Regions from separate parts of the Rattus norvegicus genome. Here region 1 is linked to region 2. Evidence: chromatin contacts called from public Hi-C data. All regions are on one chromosome and are shown on one strand. Each heading gives the region's core, a stretch centred on a gene start, on an enhancer-like site or on the middle of the called end of the contact. The rest is flanking DNA. Distances are from core to core; before and after follow the strand shown. Region 1 holds the start of Hspa8 (heat shock protein family A (Hsp70) member 8). Region 2 overlaps Clmp (CXADR-like membrane protein).

The links. A called contact is a pair of places that touch in the nucleus more often than the background predicts.
Region 1: a Hi-C map of mammary epithelial cells shows a contact between it and region 2, with 2.9 times the contacts expected there. The contact joins the promoter of Hspa8 here to the enhancer-like site in region 2. A contact is called at or near these places in 9 of 12 Hi-C or Micro-C datasets (the A7r5 cell line, the Rat2 cell line, Schwann cells and 5 more) and 1 of 1 datasets of contacts at active chromatin or transcription factors (oligodendrocytes).

What each region holds. Positions count from the first base shown.
Region 1 is chr8:50,078,542-50,082,382 of GRCr8, reverse strand. It overlaps Hspa8 (heat shock protein family A (Hsp70) member 8), which reads right to left and starts at 1,869. Exons shown (of 9, transcript NM_024351.2): 1 at 1,795-1,869; 2 at 1,052-1,261; 3 at 583-788; 4 at 314-466; 5 at 1-233. The coding sequence starts at 1,256.
Region 2 is chr8:50,044,230-50,047,752 of GRCr8, reverse strand. The region is part of intron 2 of Clmp (CXADR-like membrane protein); the gene reads right to left. Among named protein-coding and RNA genes, the nearest start is that of Hspa8, 35 kb to the left of the region's middle. Within about 2 kb of position 2,117, at least 16 of the 93 cell types and tissues checked have an H3K27ac peak or open chromatin away from gene starts, as enhancers often do.

The DNA.
Region 1 (3,841 bases), core at 620-3,119, 35 kb before region 2:
GCAGTGCGGAGACGCCTGACAGCTCTCTTGTTCTCACTGATGTCCTTCTTGTGCTTTCGCTTAAACTCAGCAATGAAATGGTTGACCATTCGGTTGTCAAAGTCTTCTCCGCCCAAGTGGGTGTCTCCAGCTGTTGATTTGACTTCAAAAATTCCATCCTCGATAGTGAGGATTGACACATCAAAAGTGCCACCTCCCAAGTCAAAAATGAGCACATTCCTTTCAGCCCCGACCTGTCAATGAAAATATTCCTTAGTTCAGGCATGTTTCTGGCAAATTAATCCTAACCAACACTTGTATTTAAGACACCCACCTTCTTATCTAAGCCATAGGCAATAGCAGCAGCAGTTGGCTCATTGATAATTCGAAGTACGTTGAGGCCAGCAATAGTTCCAGCATCTTTTGTTGCCTGTCGCTGAGAGTCATTGAAGTAAGCTGGCACGGTGACCACGGCATTGGTAACAGTCTAGAAAACACAATGAATTAAACAATTGTTTAGTTGGCAAATTCCAGCACCGATCAGGATGTGTGAATTATAAAAAGGGAGAGCCCATCCCATAAATGGCACCGGTTAAAACCCACCTTTCCAAGGTAAGCTTCTGCAATTTCCTTCATTTTTGTCAGAACCATTGAAGACACTTCCTCAGGATAGAAACTTTTTGTCTCCCCTTTGTATTCGACTTGGACCTTGGGCCTGCCTGCATCGTTCACCACCATGAAGGGCCAGTGCTTCATGTCAGACTGAACAACAGCATCATCGAACCTACGTCCGATCAGACGTTTGGCATCTGTAAAACAGTAAATTGAACCTTGGCGACTACTGACTGCAAAAGAATCCTAAAGATGACCTCATGGTGTAGGAAGGTGCAAGTTCCGGTGCAGGAAGCAATGTCCCATATTTAATAGCTTGTGGCACTGCATTGTCGATTTAAACAGTTGCAATGACCTCTCAGGTTGCAGTAGTGTGAAAGCCTATTTTTACATTCCAAATTTTCTGCCACCCAGCCCTTCTAACCTCCCATCAATAGCACAAAAAATACTGGCGACTTACCAAAAACTGTGTTGGTGGGGTTCATTGCAACCTGATTCTTGGCCGCATCCCCAATTAATCGTTCTGTGTCGGTGAAAGCAACATAGCTCGGCGTGGTGCGGTTACCCTGGTCATTGGCAATTATTTCCACCTTTCCATGCTGGAAGACACCCACACAGGAGTAGGTGGTGCCAAGATCAATGCCAACTGCAGGTCCCTTAGACATGGTTGCTAGAAGGAAAAAAAAAAAGGACTAAGCGGTCATCTCCCTGCTTTCACTCTGCACCGGCCCAGACCTATCAATCACCTGAAGCCACGCAGGCGACACTGCTGCAGTTTGAGTGGCCTGCGCCAGGCTTGGCACAGCCCGCCCTAGGCTGAAGGAACCATCTGTCCAAAAGGTCTGCGACAATGGCTGAGCACGTGGCCACCTCCGAGGGCCCCCCCCACCCCCAGGACCGCGCACTGCGGGAGGCTGGATCGCCTCTTCCATCTCTGAAACCCGTGCCCTGGGAACGCGCGGAAGAGACCCTCCTTTAGCTTGCAGACAGAAAAAAGAAAAGGCCCCGGAATCCTGAGCTCCCCTCCCCCGCCATGCGGAGGCTTAAGGCCATGGCGGCGCCGCCCTGACTCAGCTCATCCTCCCCTTCAGCAGCAGCCTCCGTCTCTGGCAACAGCGGCCTAAGCCGCACCCGCCGCCTAAGCATCCCACTGACCCCTGCACCACACCGGCCACGCACCAACACCCAAGTCCCATGCCTCACCTTGCGTGTAGGCCCAGCTGTGCTGATGACGAGACCACACAGAGACCCCCGAGAGCTGGCTCCGCGTTCAATGAGACCGGTTTCCGCCCGCTTCACTGTCTCTTATACCCTGTCTTAGAACCTTCCAGAAGGGTTCCGCCCCATCCCGCTGCCGATCAGAGCTCCTTAGCCAATGGACGGCCAGGTTCTCCGGAGTGCACTAATGAACAACCAGAACGCTCTCCTAGGACCCGCCTCCACTCCGCCCCTCCGGGCGATGACGCACGACCGCAGCGTTCTGGAACTTTCACGCTCGCCCCCGCTCTCGGAACGGCCCGGGGGAAAGGGGAGGGCGGGGCGCCGAGAGCCCGCGCGCGGGAGTCCTCTGTCACTCAGAGCTGGTGGGGGAAGGGAGAGCGTCGGCACCGAGTACGCATGCGTGACCCGTCAGCGCAGGCGGGAGGGAGCGGAAGGATGCCCATGAAGGAGGGCGGGTACACCCGCAACGGACCAATGGCAGCAGTGCTCGGCGCTATCTGTTCCTCTTGGGACCCTGTGCAGCCTGAAAGAAGAGCCTGAGGGAGGGGGAGTCCGGGAAGAGAAGACGGAAGTGGGGCGAGGACAAAATGGCTGCGAAGGTTGTTGCACCCCTCCCCCACCCCACCCCTCGGTCCTTCTCCGTGAGTCCAGCAGTTTCCCGGCCTCCGGTTTCGTCCACCCACGGCTTCCGAGCCGGAGACTAAGGAGCACTGCTAGGCTTGTTTCGTGGAGCCTCTCTTGTGGAAGGCTAGGCCGCCGAGCGACCTCCCTTGCTGTCCCCCCAGCAAAATGGAACATGTCGATCCCCCAGTGTGGGGGCTCGATAATGCCTGACTTGTCACATGTCCCCAGGGTCCTCGTTGGTAATCCTCTGTGAAAGAAATGGTCCAGTCCTCTTTGCTGACCCCCGGAGCCGAGCGCCCCTCCCCATCTCTGGACGAGGACAGCGTGGCCTCTATTCCCTCTCTGCCCCACTGGACTTATCACTTTATGGAATAAATGTTCAAAAGGATAATTTATTTCCCCTTGTGGGTGAGCTAGGCATTGGCAATCCTGGTTTCCGGCAGCCCTGTGTCCTTGATTGAGTGATCTCGACCTTTTATTTTCAGCAACATGAGGTAATGTCTCTCCTGACTTGACTTTTACCAAAAATTAAACGCCCGACTGCGCAGAGTCCTTGAAAACGTGACTGAGCCAGTGGCCAGAGCCGATGCTCGGACTAGGAAACCGCAGTGCATGGAGGCAGGGCGTTCCGGGCCTTGTCACACCAAGCCTGTCTCTAGCACTTTCCACGTGTCCTTTCAAATGGGCAGGGAGAACAGATATTTATTAGTTAGATAGGTTGGTTTTTTTCTTTTTTTTTAAATATATATACTGCAACAACTTTTAGTTGTAGCGTTTGAATTGGAAGGTCTCCAGACCATGTGAGGAAGGCTATCAAAAGACCGGGGACTCTTTGTCCTTGTCAAAGGCTAGTAATCACTAAGACAAAGCCATAATTTTTTTTTTCTGGTATTTGTATTTTGGGAGGAATGTTGGCTTAGAGTTCATGGAAGGAAGTACTTGACTCTGTTACAGTTCAAGAAGTTCGTTTTAATACAGTGCTTTTCATGCAAAGTGTACATTACATGTAAAGTGCTTTTTACATCATTTGATTATTAAAACAAGTTTCTAAGGTATGTATAACCCCCCACATTGGAAACCTGAGGAAAAGTAAGACACAGAGACATTACTGGTAGGAAAAGGCACAACTGGTTTTTCTTGGAATCACCCCCTCCACCTTTTTTTAAGCTAACCTTTAACTGGGTGTGGCTGTCCAGGCTTTTACTTAACACTCAAGAAAAGGATCAAAAGTTCTGCTAGACAGAGGCTGGGATATATGAGACTGCCAATCAGTAAAAAAAAAAAAAAAAAAAAATTTGAAAAATTTAGAGCCTGAGTCTGTTTCTCAAGCATACTTTCTGGGATGTGGGTGGTACAGGCCTGTGACCCTTGCTACTCCAGAGGCTGAAACAGGAAGAAAGCTCAA
Region 2 (3,523 bases), core at 868-3,367:
AAAACCATGACTCACTGCAGGAAAAGTGAGCAGGCCGCCAGGAATTCTTATTTCACTCATTAAAAGACTGAACACCAGGAAGGCGAGAAACCAGGTGTGGGAACAAACGCCTCCTATAATCGCAGACCTCAGGAGGCCAAGACAGAAGGTTGAGTTCCAGGCCAACGTGGGCTACAGAGCGAGTTCCAGGCTACGGGAAAGCCTGTCTTGAGGTAAAAACACAAGCCAACAAACAAGAGCAGGATGACGTTACACCCAGTGCTCACGAGAATTAGGGCCGAGGGCAGTGTATCTCTCCTTTGGACAGCATAGATTTGTTTCTCCGAGAGTGACAGTGACTTGCTGTTGAAGCTAAGAAATGTGCTTACGACTATGAGTCTCCGACTCAGGGATCCTCCCGCCTTAGCCTCACAAGTGCTGGGATCCCAGCTGCTGCCATTACACCCAGCTCTGATGTTGCTTGATTCTGGGGTCCTTGCCACGGTCATGTAGTCTTCTCTGTCAGAATGAATGCCTCTCCTCTTATATTTGGTTAAGAAACATCTACAAAGGCTACCTTTTGTGTGTAGCCTTTTCTGGCTCCCCAGTTAGAATGATAACCTCTTGCCTCAATGTCTTTTTGAGACAGGGTTTCACTCTGTAGCCCTGACTGTCCTGGAACTCACTGTAGAGCAGGCTGGTCTCAAACTCCCAGAGATCCTCCTGCCTCAGTCTCCTGAGTGCTGGGATAAAAAGCAGCCGCTACCCTACCTGGAAATTTTTATTTATTGTGTCTGTGTGCCTGTGCGTAGGTATGCATGCACACACGAAGGGTAGGTGTACAAACCACACTGTGTGCATTAGAGGTCAGAGAACAATTTGTAGGAGTGAATTCTCTCTACCAAGTTGGTCCCTGGGATCGAACTCGGGTAGTCAGGCTTGGCTGCAAGTGCCTTTAATATGACTCACCTGGCTGGCCGGACTATTTCATTTTAATTGTAGAAAAGGTTAGTGATGAGACTCAACTGTACACCATGTGACAGAAGAATGGATATCAACCCAGTCATTTGGCAAATAAACGCCAGAGACAAATGGATGAATGATAGCTGGTGTGAGGCTCTGTTTGAGGAACTTCCTAGAGCACAAGTCAACTTGTGACGTGCATGGAACAGAAGCAGCTCCTCTGCGGTGCCGTCGCCTGTGAAGCAACTGTAAAATTGCTTGTCTGTTTCATTTTTGTCTACCTCTTGGTGTGTTCGCGCAGGCCATGGCATGTGAGTGGAGGTCAGAGGACAACTTGTGGGACTCAGTCTCTCCTCCAGCGGGTGGGTCCTATGGATTGAACTCCGATGCTAGGCTTGGCTGCAAGCACCTTTACCCTTGAAGCCAACCCAGCAGCCTGGTTTCTGCTTGTTTCCCTTCAAGGGTTTTCTTGCTCGATAGCCAAATGGAAAAGGAAAGGGTGACATGTGAGAGGTTGCCATGGGAACCGGAGGATTTCTGTTTTAATTTCTTAATCTGAGAACACAGAGAAAAATTCTGTTGTATGTTGCTAGGGGACTTTGTTTGGGGGAGGGGATGGTCGATCTCCCTTTTTGAAATTTAGTCAACCTTAGGATAAAAGGGGAAAAAGTGATTGAATTCTTTGGTTATTCTACTCCACTAAGACTGAAATAAATACACGTGTTCCTGGGACTGCCTAGCCACCCCCAGATGTTCCCTGCCTGCTCCAAGCATCCTAGACAAAAGAGATAAAAACATTTCTCAAATTGAAATGCAAGGCTAAACTTGTGATTTGCGTCATTGGTTAGCCCACTTTACGCATCACGTCTATTTCAGCTTTTCCTGTTCTCTCTTTTCAGTCACCCTCAGACTCACTCCCCCCACCACCACCCTCAGACTCACTCCCATCCCCACCACCCTTAGACTCACTCCCCCACCCCAACCCCACCCTCAGACTCATTCTCCCTGCCCCTGCCTCTACCCTCAGACTTACTCCCCATCACCACCCTCAGACTCACTTCCCCAACCCACCACCACCCTCAGACTCATTCTCCCTGTCCCCCGCCTCCACTCTCAGACTCACTCCCCTCAACCCCCCAGAAGTTATAAAGTCCTGGCAGCTTTACTATCTATTTCCTATCTCTAGGTTGAGATTCCCAAGTACTCATGCCTGTGATTTAAATTTATTGCAAACTGGATGAGGTGGCGAATGCCCAAAACCTCAGCATTTAGAAGGTTTTTGAGGTGATGAGGATGGGAATCTAAGGCCAACTTGGGATATACAGTGAGATTTGAAGAATGTTTTTAGATTTCTCTCTCTCTCTCTCTATCTGTGTGTGTGTGTGTGTGTGTGTGTGTGTGTGTGTGTGTGTTAAAGCATGAGTCAAGTGGAAGACGACTGGGAGGAGGAGGGGAGGGAAGATAAGCCTTTCTTATACAGTGTGAAATCATGCTTGCTTTTAGTTGAGGGCCTCTTAAATCAGTGCACCTGTGTCAGAGTGGGTGCCTTAAAATGCAGCCTGTCCCTAGCACTCTTAAAGTCTTTCTAAGAACTCCATGATTAATATGGGAACAGTTTGAAATGCCCTAATATAGCTGGGAGATCATCCATGTTCAGGTCCTGAAGCCCTCATCTACGTTTTTATTTTATTTTATTTTATTTATTCATGTATGAGTGTTCTGTCTGCATGGCTGCACACCAGAAGAGGGCATCAGATCCCATTACAGATGATTGTGAGCCACCATGTAGTTGCTGGGAACTGAACTCAGTACCTCAGGAAGAGCTCTTAACTGCAGAGCCATTTCTCCAGCCCCTTGGTTTACATCTTAATTATACCTTGCCACTTGAGCTGCTTAGGAATTCCAAACCTTTGTGTTTGTGCTGCTCTGTTTTCTTCCCTCCATCAAGTCTTAAATCAAGGGGCTGGAGAGATGGCTCAGTGGTCAAGAACACGGATTGGTCTTCCAGAGGTCCTGAGTTCAATTCCCAGCAACCACATGGTGGCTCACAACCATCTGTAATGGGATCTGATGCCCTCTTCTGGTGTGTCTGAAGACAGCTACAGTGTGCTCATATAAAATAAATAAATAAATAAAAGTTAAAAAAAAAAAAAGAAAAGACTTAGATCAAAGCTGCACGTTGTGGTCTATGCCTGTAATTCTAGCTCTTGGTGGGTTGAGGAAAGAGAGTCTCAAATCCAAGGCCAGCCTGAGTCTACTGAAGACTATCTCATGAATACAAACATCGGGCGTGATGGTGCATACTTGTCATATTATCCTTCTTAAAAGGAGGGGTAGGACACCCTGAGTGACAGCAAGACTCTGTCTCCAAAACAAAACAAAACAAAACAAAACAAAAAAACAATAACAATGAAAAAAAGAAGCCCCAAAATTTTTACATCGGCTTTTTTTTTTTTTGAAACAAGGAGGCTGTCCTTGACCTCCCCCTCCATCAAGTCTTAGCGGGTGGTTCCAGCTTTATATAGCAGTTCTCTTATCTCTGGTTTCACTTTCTAGGGCTTCACTGCAGTCAATCATTGTC